Linked DNA regions of Mus musculus: region 2 is linked to region 1. The links are chromatin contacts, called in public promoter capture Hi-C maps. All regions are on one chromosome and are shown on one strand. The core of a region is the stretch at or near the end of the contact, and the rest is flanking DNA. Distances in the headings are between cores, read along the strand shown.

Region 1 (6,196 bases), core at 1,781-4,280:
CCACTGACCCTCGCATGTGAAGCCGTATTCCCATTTCAGCACCAAAGGGCAGTATGGAGACAAGACCTTTGAAGCTCTTTGTCTCAGAACTGATGACAGGTCACCTCTGAAATGAGCCCAGCTTGTACACGCACGCAGAGAGCACCCTGCAGGTGCTGAGAACACAGCACCTGCATCCCATTTCCCAGCCAAAAGTGCAGGCATCCTGCACCGGACAGCAGCCCTGGCACCCAGCTCACCCAGGTTTGCCCAGGATGCATCAGCCCTGGAAGGGCCAGCTAACTTTAAGGGCCAGCGGGTAGGCTTACACCTCCAGCCAGCACTCTCCCAGCTGGCCCCTGCCTGACAGCTGCCCCTCCCTCCCAGTAAGGGAGGGCCTGTAAACACCCCTTGTGACAGGAGCTGCCTCCTCTTCCAAGGCTGGCCCCAGGACGGCTAGGGTTGCGGTTTATATAATCTTCAGGGCCAGGGCTGACACAGCTAACGTGAGGGCAAGGTTATGAAAAATACATGCTGAGCCTCTGCTTCCAGAAAAGAAAGGAAAGAAAAAAAAAGAGAGAGATACAAGAGAAAGGTGGAAGGAAGAAAGGGGGTGGAGAAGAGGGAAAGAGAGAGAAAGAAAAAAGGCAGGCCTTTTTTTCCCCCATAATTTTCACTCACACAGCTAACGTGTGAACAAACCAGGCTCTTAGAACACCAGGAGGCTGCTGACAGGGCTTCTTGGCCTTGGCCAGCAGAACACCAAAGACCCACCAATCATCATTCCTGAATCTGAGGAAACCCTTGCAGGCATCTGCAGTTATCACACATACATCTTGCAGGGTACAGGAAAAATGCTAATTTGAGGACAGCTGGGAGCTTCCAAGCCACCTAGAAAAGGGCCTAAAGACAGCCTTCTCTCTCACTACCCTCCAGTCCCTACTGAGCCAGTACAAGTGGGTTCTGTGGACGGACAAGGAGCATGGGCTGACAGAACGAACCTCCACTGACCACTCCAGAGCCTATGTCACCATGGGCACAGCACATACCCAGCCTTGACCTCCAAGATGGCAAGCCTCAACCTGTGTGTGCACAGGTCCAGAAACAGCACCAACAGGCTAGCCATACACGAGGCACATATCCTGCAGGACACCCACACAGAGGGTGACACATACCAGCCACCATCCCCAGGGCTGCCTAAAGCCCTTCATATGAGCAAGGACACACCCAAGGACGCATTTGCGGACAGCCCACCTGCGGGGCAGCGGCGCTCACCTGCAGTTCACACCATGCTACCTCCACCCAGGTCTCCGTGTCCAGCCCCTTGTAGACCGTCTTGAAGGAGCCCCGGCCCAGCTCGATGTCGAACTTGAGGAAGCGGCCGTCCAAAGAGGTGGCCACGGCCTTGAGGTCGTCCTCATCGTCTTCCTCCTCTTCAGGTTCATCCTTGCGTGCGCGCCCGGGCTCCGGCTTTGCCTCGGTGGTTCCAGCGTCCTCCTGTGTTGGGGCCGGCGCCTCTTCCTGCCTCGGGCCGCCGTCGGGGACCTGCGCGGCTGCGGCTGAGGCGGTGGTGGGATCTGGGCTGGGCTCCTGCGTGCCCGCTCGCTCCGGGCCAGGGTCCGAGGGGACACTCGGGGAGCCGGGAGGCGCAGCGGGCGCGGCGGGCGCGGGCGCGGCGGGGCGGCCCCGGGCGCGCTCCGCGATGAGCCGGCGCGTCTTGCAGAGTAGAAGCACCCTGCGCTGCAGAGGCTGTGGGGGCTGCGCGCTCGGCGTCTCGGCCGCCTCCAGGCCCGGCGGCTCCTCCTGGTCCGACTCCACCACGCTGCGCCGCAGGAAGCGCTGGGGCCCGAGCCGCGCCGCCCTCGCCCGCGGCTCCGCCATGCCCGCCGACCCCGTGCCGCGCCCGGCTTCCATCAGCGCGCCGGGGGCGTCTCGGCGGCCGCCATCGCCGTCCATCTCTGCGGGCCAAGGACACACGGACCCTGCGTGAGCGCCAGCCCCGCCGCACCTGCCTGGGCCGCGGGATGAGACAGCGCCGCCTCTGGGCCCGCGCCCTGCCCAGCCCCACCGCAGAAGTGACCTGCCGGGCGGTCCTCTGCGGGCTCCGGGGAGAGGGCTGCAGACCGGACCCCGAGGCGAGGATTGCAAGGGGATGCCCTGCTTCACTCAGCTCCGAGCCGGGAACACGGCCTGTCTCTAGCTGTCCCAGGGACTCCAGGAGGGACGACCTGCTAGGTGTCCCTGAGGGCTCAAAGGAGCTACAGAAGGGCTCGGGAGGCTGGAGAAAGGGGTCAAGGCCAGTACTGGAGCGACCCCGCTAGGCTATCCCGCGAGCGGGTGGGGAAGGGACAGGGAGGCCGGGGTAAAGGGAAGCACCGGACAGGAGCAGGCTCCACAAAGGACGCGGGCCCGGGGCGCGCGGGGAGGGGGCTGCGGCGGCGCGGCGCGCACACAAAGGCGGCGAACGGGAGAGCTCGATACTCACAGGGCGAGCGGGCGCTGTCCATGCCCGCAGCCCGGGGACCCGGGCGAGCGAGGAGGGCGAGGCCGCGCTCCGGGGCCAGAGTCCTCTCTCGGGGCCGCGTCGCGCTGGGGCGGGGTCCTGGCTGCAGCGGGGGTCGCCAGGCCGTTCTGCTCCTACGATGCTGCTCCCTCGGGCCGGGCCGCTGCGGGGCCGCGCTCCCGCGTGCTCCTGCCGGCTCCGCGCGCCTCCGCTCCCGCACCGGCTCCGAACTAGCGCGCGGGGAGGGCGGGGCTTCCGTTCGTCCCACCCTCCCCAAGACCGGAGCGCGGGGCGGGGCCTGACACGCCCACCTGGCTGCGGCTGAGCGCCGCCACCTGCGGGATGCTCCCCATGGCCTCCACCTGCGGCAAGGGTTCCAGGCCGGCGCCTGGCCCTGAAGCTCTTTGGAAGTGGTCCGCTGAACTGTGGGGCCTTGAGGGGCTCTATTTTCCCCGGAGGTGGCAGGCCACAGACAACGTGACTTAGCCAGAGAGCCAAATCCTGGAACCTATGCCAAGACAAAACAGACAACCTCAGGATATCCTAGGTGCCCAAGTATGGTTGCAAAATTGGAGTGTCTTCTGGGCCTTTCTGTACTGCCAGGATATGGGAAAACCTCACTATCATCCACGGACGTTGGTACCAGTAAGCGCTGTGTCCCTCTTTTCCATTAAGCAAATCCAGATCTCAAAGACAGATGTCCTTTTGCCCTGATCAGTAGCGTGGTGGCCCAAGCCTATAATCCCAACACCGGTGGGGGAGGGCTGTGGGGGGCAGAGGATACTTGATCCAGGAGTTGGGTCACGTGGCAATAAAGGAACCAGGAACCGTCTCAAAAATAAATGAAAAAAAAAAATAGAAAGGATTTCTCTGTCCTAAATCTCAGAGGTCCCAAGATGGAAACTGGAAAAGGTTTCCAGAAACCCCTTGACTTACCATATTGATTGCCATCTTTCCCCACCCTCAACCCCCTCAGGAGCTTCTCTCTCCACCCCCTGAGCTACTCAATTACCCCAGACAAGCCCTTGCCCCGGGCATCTCTGAACCTGACTGCAAGGGTCACAGAAGACTGACCTGATTTCTGAGCCCATGCCAGGCACCTGCACCTGGGCTCACCAGTTGTGATGCACATCATTGGGGTCACTTCACCTGAAGAAAACAGCGCAAAGGAAGTTACCAGCATGTTCTGATCTCTTTGCTCATCCTGATGGTATGGCACCCTGTCAAAGATGCAAGTTACAAATGTGAACCGATGGCCAGCGGCTGCTGGCCTTAGAGCCTTTGACACCAGCAACTCATAAGACAGAAAAGCCAACAGAGGCAACACATCCTTCACGATTAAAGGGAAGCAAATGCAGACAGAGCTGTTACCCAGTGACAGGGTTTCCCTGGCCCTGCTAGGGGCTGTCAGTGGATGCTGATACCAGTCAAAAGTAACTTTAAAAGGCTGATGTTCAAGTCACTTCCTAGCTGAGTTGGGTGGTAGCACACTGTCTCCTTAAAGGGGGAATGCTGGGACTACTTACGTTATGAAAACTGAGAGCCATGAAGTTAGGACTCCAACATATACCCCAGAGACCCAGGGGTTAAATTGTGTACTTGTCACTGGACTGGGCATTTGCCAGATGCCTGTTAATTTATATTATCTCATTTCTCATCTACCTTGGGAGTCAGGCATGAACGTAAAGCCCACTCAACCAGAAGCAGAGCGCAGGTGCCAGCTCTGTGGGTCTGAGTGTCTCTGGAGATGGGGATCCAAGCTGCACCTCCCAAGCTGGGGCAGAATGTGGGTGAGGACCATTACAACTTCACTAAGGAGGCTAAAGACCCCACCCAGTATTGCCTCTCCTAACCTGAGCCTGTAGAATGTAATTTCTCTTGGACAGGGTTTATCCAGCAAAGGCCCTCTGGGTCCTGGCACGTATATGGAAGCTATAATAGGCAGGGCCTGTGTAAGAGAAATCATGACAGAAGAGTCTCAGCATGCTAGTCTGACTGTCTCCCAACAGGACACAGTGACAGCCTGTGGCATATACCTGCTGAGTGACTAGTGATGAAAGCAGCCAGTCACTTACAACACCTAATCGAAGTGTGGTGGTGCATACCTATAACCCTATCACTCAGGAGGCAGAGGCCAGCCTGGGCTACCCAGTGAGACCTCAGCCATACCTACAGCTATTGCCCACACACATTCACACATGTTTGTGAAGAATTATGACCCTACCCACAAAACTGGGCACAGTCCAGGCTGAGACAGATCTCGGAGAGCCTGTGTCTGACTGGGCACCATGTTCTTTGTAACTAACTCCCTGGGTGTGTTTTCCCACAGCCCCACTTGCATAACCTATGGTGAACTCGCTCCCTATGCCAGCCCTTGGAGTCCACAGCTATGAAACTACCGGATAAGGCCATTGATCTCTTTGCAAGGAATCTCAGACTAGTATCACTAACAGGCCCTTGGAATTCCAACAGATGGAAACAAGGACTCCTTGGTATAGAATTTAGCAGCCAGGGACCCACTCTGTACCCTTCTTCAGGTCCCCGGACATCTCTGAGTCTGTCACCCTGATCCTAAACACTTCCCACTGCATGGCTAGATTTCCTAAGGCTCGCAAGCCAAGGCTGTGGGAGGATACTCTGCAAAAGCAACAACCCAAGGGCCTAGATGCAGCATCCTCTTCTGATGCTCAAGAGAACTGTATCCAAGGTTAACCTCCACTTGGAGATGAGGATGCAGAGGGTGAATCCAGGCAGCATTCCACCTTTAGTGGTTGCTCAAGATCCAAAAAAAGGAGGATAGTGACTCCTCTCTGCAGTTCTCATCTTAGCCTCCTCAGCCCTTCAGGTGACAAGACTCACCAAGGTCAGACACCTGAAGGGACATCTGCTCCATGCAGAGGACATGCAATTGGCTCACCTATGGATGGGTACAGCAGTCATGTCCTACTATCTCAGCACACAGTAAGTGCTCAACAGACATCGAGGAAAGGAAGGCAGATAGGAGGACAGGCCGGTCCTGCTGGCTAATGCCAGAGCCCACAAGGCCTTAATTAAAAAGAGGTGTCAGTATTGCCAGGGGAAAGCCTCACCAACCCCCAGGTACTGCTGTCAGGCACAGGTCTCAGCTTGCAGGTGTGCAGGCCTATCTAGAATTCAGGTCTAACACAGCCAGTTCTCATCACTAGTTTTCCCTGGGCCCACCTGGGAAGTTGGGACAGGTGAATGGAAGACACCCACCCTGGTAGTTGCAGCACATGAATGGGGATAGTTCTGGACAAGTGGCCTGCCCGGGGGGGGGGGGGGTCACAGGAAGCCCTCCCTGAGATCTGAGGAAGGATAAGGCAGGACAACCCACATTGTGTGGCCCAAGGCAGGAACAGTTAGGGGACAGAGCCTCAGTCCTGGAGGCGATGGCTGGGGCATGTCCAAGCCACTGTTTGTTCAACACTGTATCTCACTCTCCAATGATAGGAGTTCTTCCTGGGAAGAGCCTTGGGAAGAGGACTGGGTGTCACAGAGGGGCCTTACTACTTTGCCATGCTACAGGAAGGAATGAGGAATCATGTTTCCTCCCAACATTGAGGCACCATTAGAATTCTCTGAACTGTGAGCAGAGGATGTAGCTCAATTGGTAGAGTAGTTGATCACCTAGCAGGAAACAAAGTTGTGATGGCTCGTTTTGGTGGTCCACTGTGAGCAGTGGTTCTTCTGGGC
Region 2 (6,196 bases), core at 2,086-4,585, 390 kb before region 1:
CCTTCCAATAACAATTCCTGCACCAAAATCTAGACTTTTCTCATGTGCACCTCAAAATTTCCCATCCTCTTGCTATGATCCGGTTTCACAGACAACTCAGACTTTTAGATATTTATTGTAGTATCGCTGCACTTCCCTGTGCCCAAATCCATGTGCATTTGTCTGTGCCATCCCCAAATCCCACTGCCTGGGTGCTTCCAGCAACAGGCATTTAGCTTCTCACTGTCCTAAAGGTTGAGGGATCCCCCACATTGTGGTGACAGAATCGCCTGTGGCAAAAGCTTCACTGACTACTGGAAGCAGGAGCGCATGTCTTTAGATGGGATCCTATTAGAGAACGTTCCAGAGACTCCAGGAACCCATTCAGTAAACTGTTTTTAAAACCCTGTTCCTAGAGCCACCCTGTAATGGCTGCTCCTGGTTACCAAAGTAAATTCCAGAGTGCCTAGGCATTTAGAAAAACACCTAAGCGTGTCTTTGAGAAATTTTCCAGAGGATTAACTAAGAGGGAAGGCCTGCCCTAAATTGCACTACCCAATAGATAGGGGAACAGAGGGAATAAGGAAAGGAAAACCAGAAAACCCTCTAACAAGGCATAGTCTGTCTGTCTGTCTGTCTGTCTGTCTCTGATTACCACCACCACCATCATCATCACCACCATCCTCATGACATGAACTAATTTGCTCTGCCTTACCTGTGAGCCAGTGAGCAAAACCAACCAGAGAATCCTCCCCTGAGCTGTGTGGCAGACACTTCGTCACAGCAACAAAAGCCCAACACATTTTCTCAACCCCACAATCTGTCTTAGTAAGAGTAATTCAGAGAAACCAAGCCAACATCCATTTGAACCGCACATACACGTGTATACAGCGATCCACACTTTCCTTGTGAAAAAAGGTAGAGATGGGAGGGGGAGGCTCGTGTGGCTATGAAGTTATATAAGCCAGACAGACCCCAGATCTTTATTGTAAGCCAACATACTTAGAGCCAGTGAAGCCCATGGTTTGGTTCCAGGCTGAGTCCAAAGGCCAAAAACCCAGTTCTTATACCAAGACTGGCAGGCTTGCAACCTTGAGGGAGCTTGTGTTTCTGGTTGAGTCCAAGGACAGGAGAAGAGTTGGCATCCCAGCCAAAGGTGTCAGGCAGGATGTTTTCCTTTACTTGGGAAATGTCACTCTGTTGTACCCGTAAGCCCTTCGACTGTTTGGATGTGGCCCATCCACAATTACAGCCTCTTTTGGCTCGTGTCTTGGCAGCCACACTAAACTGCCTAGTGCTCTTTTCTTCTCCGAACTGCATTTTTAAAAAATTATGTTTCCTCCCCCCCTCTTTATTGCCTTTTAAAATTGTAAACCAGTATAAGAGTAATCGGTAGCAACCGTGCCACAGACTCAACATTCTGCTTTCTTGAAATTCATTCCACTAAAGAATTCAGTCAGCGACTTGTTAACACATATTCTCGAGACACAATCATAATGAAGCCAGAGTTTCAACTGACTTAACACACAAACAGCCCCTAGCCCAGGTCCTAAGACTGTCCTTACTTCCCTCTGAAACCTCGTGAGCTGAAACAGTTTGGTCCATGCATGCTTCAACACCCCTGGCTTCTAAGTTTGCACAGAACAGCAAGCTTCTCTTGGCAGCGTCTAATCCAGCCCATAGTTTCAAAGTTTTCCACAAAATAGTCCAAAGGCAGAAAGGCCACATGGTCTGGGTTATGAATAGCAACCCTCCGTCTTGATATAAAGTCCTGCTTTTACGTTTCTGTGGCTATAGTAAAACAGTGTGACCAAACTCGAGTTAGAGGGGGAATAAAAGGCGTATTATTTATAGTTCTAAAGTGGGTACAGCAGTCCAGCATGGAGGGGCCATTGGGAGAGCAGGGAGGGAAGATAGCTCTGCAGGCCATGGTATAGAGGAGATGTATCCAGAGTCTGCTGTGGGCACTGGAGAGATGGATCCGTGGTTAAGAGTGCTTGCTGTTCTTCCAAAGGACCTGTATTCAGATCTCAGCACCTATATCAGGTGGCTCACAACCTCTTGTCACCCCAGCTCCAGAAGATCTGAAACCTTCTCTTGGCCTCCACAGGCACCATATTCGTACATGTATACCCCCCACCTCACAACCGTACACTCAGGCACATAATTACAATTTAAAAAAATGTCTGCTACAGGCTACTAGAGCCTAAACCTACTGGAGAACTCAAAGGACCAGTAGAACTTGCTCCTCAGAGAGACGCAGACTGGGGACGAGGGAGATGGCTTGCTGGCTAAAGGGGTGCCCTGAGGATCAATTTGGAAGGTTTGTTACACCTGACACAGACAAGGCTCTGGGGACCCAGGCTCATCAAGAGTTAGTGTTGGCGCCAGTAGGCTAACCCTGGCTGGATGCTAGAAAAGGTAGGTGGGAAAGGTGAGGGCATGGTGCTGGCCAAAGGGAACCACTCTTTAGCTGGGGAGTTCCCAAATTAGAGAGGGGACAAGGCACCAGAGGCTGGGAAGCTATCTCCAGGGGCAGGGCATTTGCCTAGCGAGCATACAATTCTGGGTTCCATCCCTATCGCTGCGTAAGCCTGGTGTGATGGTGCACACCCTGTAATCCTGGGAGCACCAGAAGTTCAAGGTCTTCCTTGAATTTGAACACAAGGCCTTGTCTTGAAATAAAACAGCACTCGGGAGGCAGAGGCACTCGGGAGGCAGAGGCAGGGGGATTTCTGAGTTCGAGGCCAGCCTGGTCTACAAAGTGAGTTCCAGGACAACCAGGGCTATACAGAGAAACCCTGTCTCGAAAAACAAACAAACAAAAAACAAACAAACAAACAAAACAGGAAGTAAGGAGAGAGGGAGGGAAAAGAGGAGGGGAAAGAAGGAAGGGAGGAAGGAAAGAGAACAAGAGACGACCAATATGTCTTCTGGTTGGATAGCTGTTGGAAGCTTCTCCACCCAGACGCCCTGGGTCCAGCAGCATAGGTCTCTGCTGAGATCATCACCTGAAGAGCAGCTGCCACCCCAAGAGCATCCTATTCTCCTCGTACCCCAGGGATCCTGTGTTGTTTTTAACCTGAGTTTTACAGGAGAAATGGGGCTCAATGAGCCTACACCGTAAGTAAGTTGGATTCAGGGAGGTCCCACAGTGTCCCAGCCTAGGAACCCGGTTCCTGAGCATCCATGGCCCAGAAACAAGTGTTGAAAAGGCCGTGCCTCCCGTTCCTCTCCACATCTCATGAATTAAAAACAATGTTCCTGAGGTCATTTCCATGAGGCTTGAGGGTTGGCTGTGTAAATATTTGGCCTTCGGGGCTCTTCATAGCCAAGCTCCTCGGGGCGCTGACGTTAAACACACCGCAGGAAGAATGCAATTGGCTTCAGGAAGCCCCCAGAGCCGGGCGCTCAGAGGGCGTCTGCTCAGAGTAATGTTTGACAACACAAAGCCCATTTTTCCTATGACTTTTTCTCATTTAAGACAAGAAGGATCGCCCTGCGTTCGCCAGCGTGCATACTCAACCAGTCATTAATACGCAGGCATTTAGAAACATTTGCAATCAGAAAGGTCTGGGTTTTCTCATTGCTTTAAAGAGTCGAGGAGACTTGAGAGTGAGAGCAGGGGATGAGAGTGGGGAGCAAGAGTGGGAGGGGGAAGAGAGAAAAGAGAGAGAAGGGGGTGGGAATAGCTCCAGTGTCCACCGAGGACAATCTCTGTGTGACAACGTGCTCTGTGTCTGTGACAGATAATTCTCATATGAAAAGCCAGACCAGAGACACACTTGTTAAGTGGCTAGGGATGTTTTAGTGTACGCCCAGAAGTTTTCCCTTGGTGCCACGGGGGCTAAGGCTCTGCATGAAAACAACCTCTGGAGTTCCTCTGGGTGGGGGTAGGCTTGGAGGTCTTTAACTTTATTTTTTATTAAGATAATGAGAGATGAATTTCCTGGGGCTGTCCAAAAAGACCCGAATCTTAGTGGTTTAATCATAGTCCCAAAGTTAGGGAGTTTGGAAAGCTGATGCCAAGGTGCTGGCTGGGCTACAGTCTTTCTGAAAGTGCTGGGGGGAGTCCTCCTTGCTTTTGCTGTGGAGGCTGCCAAGCCTTGAATCTTCTTGGCTTGTCCGTGTCTCTGAAGCCATGTCACCATGGTCTCCTGTGCCTGTCTGTGTCCTTCTTATAAAGATACCCTGCATGCTGAATTCGGATACAGATCTGGTATGGAATCACTGTAACCCATCACATCTGTGGTAGTTCTGTTTCCAAATGAAGAGCATCCCAAGGTCCTATGGACCAGGACTTTAGTGTGACTTCTTGCAGGAACTCAGTGCATTGCATAACACTCCAGGATGAGAAAATGGCACTCTGTAGATGGAGGGTGGTGGTAAGGTGCCCATAGCTAGAAAGCTGTGTTTCTGACCAGTCACAGGTTCCTCCCAGATCTAGCAGGGGCCTTGATGGACAGTGTCTTCCCAGGATTCCATCCTTAGGGAGGCTGACACGCCCCACAAAGAAGATGGGTTTCCAGAAGACCTAGGCTAGAGGACCCAGGAGAAGGGTCTGAGGTCAGAGTCAGCCACCCTCACTATTAACCATGAGTCTTAGGGAACGGTCTCTGGGTTTATTGGGAATGAGAGAGAGAATGGAGTCACTCAGGATAACCTGATGGGACAGAGACACATTGAGCATGTGAATGTTGTCCTTTCTGAGGGTGTATCTGAGGCACTAGGTCCCTCACAAAGGCAGGATGAACAGGTCTCCAGCAATAAGCAATGTTGTCCATTCTGTTGGAGGACCACAAGGAGAAGGAGAGCCTGGGATAAAGGCAGGGACAGCATGATCTGAGGGTGACTCGGGCAGAAAGGAAAAGAAACCGTAGATTCCTCAATTAGGGTTCATACACATGATTTTTACGTTACACATGTGTTGTATGAAACATAAAAGAAGTAAGCACCCAGAGCCACCATGAACCTGAGGCAACCAACCACACCCATTTTCCATATTACAAGTTCCATATGCTTAGACCCACATCCTGTGTACCTCCTTCTTATGTGATGTAAAGCGGCCTTTCACTGTGTCCAGTTTTTTTTTTTTTGTTTTGTTTTGTTTTTTACTGTTGTTTATTTTTTATGGATATATGGACCACCTGTGGCCATATGTTCTAAAATACTATGGTGACTGGGAGTGGCGCTATTAGAAGGTGTGTGTGGCCTTATAGGAGGAAGTGTGTCACTATGGGTGTGGGTTTTGAGACCCTCCTCCCAGTCAAGTGGGAGATAGTCTTCTCCTGTTGGCCTTTGGAACAAGAACTCTCAGCTCCTCCACAGCCATGACTGCCTGGATGCTGCCATGCTTCAGGCCATGATGATAATGGACTGAGAACCTGTGAGCCAGCCCCAATTACATGCTGTCCTTTATAAGAATTGCCTTGATCATTCTGTTTCTTACAGCAATTGAAACCCTAACTAAGACACATAGCCATGAGCAGACAGCAACAGGTGGAGCTGGGGTCTGAGGGGCATGTTGAACTTGAAGTGAGGTCCTGGGCCTACCAGGAAATTAAGGAAATTTCCAACCATGAAAGGCCAGCTTCAATGCCAGACTCTGAGGGGAGAAGGTAGAATCAGAAGCAAATTCCAACCAAACAACAAGAGATGCGGGACAGACAGACCCCATTGGGATAGAAAAGATGGCTCAACCTAGGCAGTGAGATACAACCAAGAAGGGTGAGGCTCAGCCTACTCCTGTGAGTGCCTTTGTTCCCTCCCCATGGAAGGTGACCAACAGCTGCCCTTTCACTGGGGGAGGTGACATCAACCTCTAGGTTCTTATACAGGGATAGGATACCAGCTACCTGGAGACCCCACAGACCACCTCTACCCATTCACAGGAGTTCCCTAAGCCTGGATGCCATGAATATATCCAGGACAAAGGAGGTTCCAGCAGCCATCCTAGCACAGGCTGAACTGAACTGGTCTCATCTCCAGCGTGGCTCCTGCCTAGGCCAGGGACCTCATAGTCCTACACTGAGCTGCCATCTATAGAATGGGCCACCTCTCTCCTCAAACTGCCAGGCATGTATGCAGGACTGTGATGGGCAGCTGGGCCATCATAAGGGCCCTGTGGCTTCTGGTGCTAGGTCCTGCTTGTCTAAAGGTCCAACCTTGAGCATGGCTCATAGACAGCCATGCCTTAGCCAGCCATACCTGGGACCCG

Evidence for each region. Promoter capture Hi-C pulls out the DNA fragments that hold promoters and counts their contacts.
Region 2: a contact with region 1 is called in a promoter capture Hi-C map of embryonic stem cells, with 2.9 times the contacts expected there. The contact joins the enhancer-like site here to the promoter of Wnk2 in region 1. A contact is called at or near these places in 8 of 39 promoter capture datasets (the 3T3-L1 cell line, 3T3-L1-derived adipocytes, the C10 cell line and 4 more) and 1 of 9 other capture datasets (embryonic stem cells).

The regions. Positions count from the first base shown.
Region 1 is chr13:49,145,298-49,151,493 of GRCm38.p6, forward strand. It overlaps Wnk2 (WNK lysine deficient protein kinase 2), which reads right to left and starts at 3,031. Exons shown (of 30, transcript NM_001290313.1): 1 at 2,465-3,031; 2 at 1,255-1,937. The coding sequence starts at 1,935.
Region 2 is chr13:48,753,591-48,759,786 of GRCm38.p6, forward strand. No RefSeq gene overlaps it. Among named protein-coding and RNA genes, the nearest start is that of Gm36784, 48 kb to the left of the region's middle. Within about 2 kb of position 3,336, at least 3 of the 459 cell types and tissues checked have an H3K27ac peak or open chromatin away from gene starts, as enhancers often do.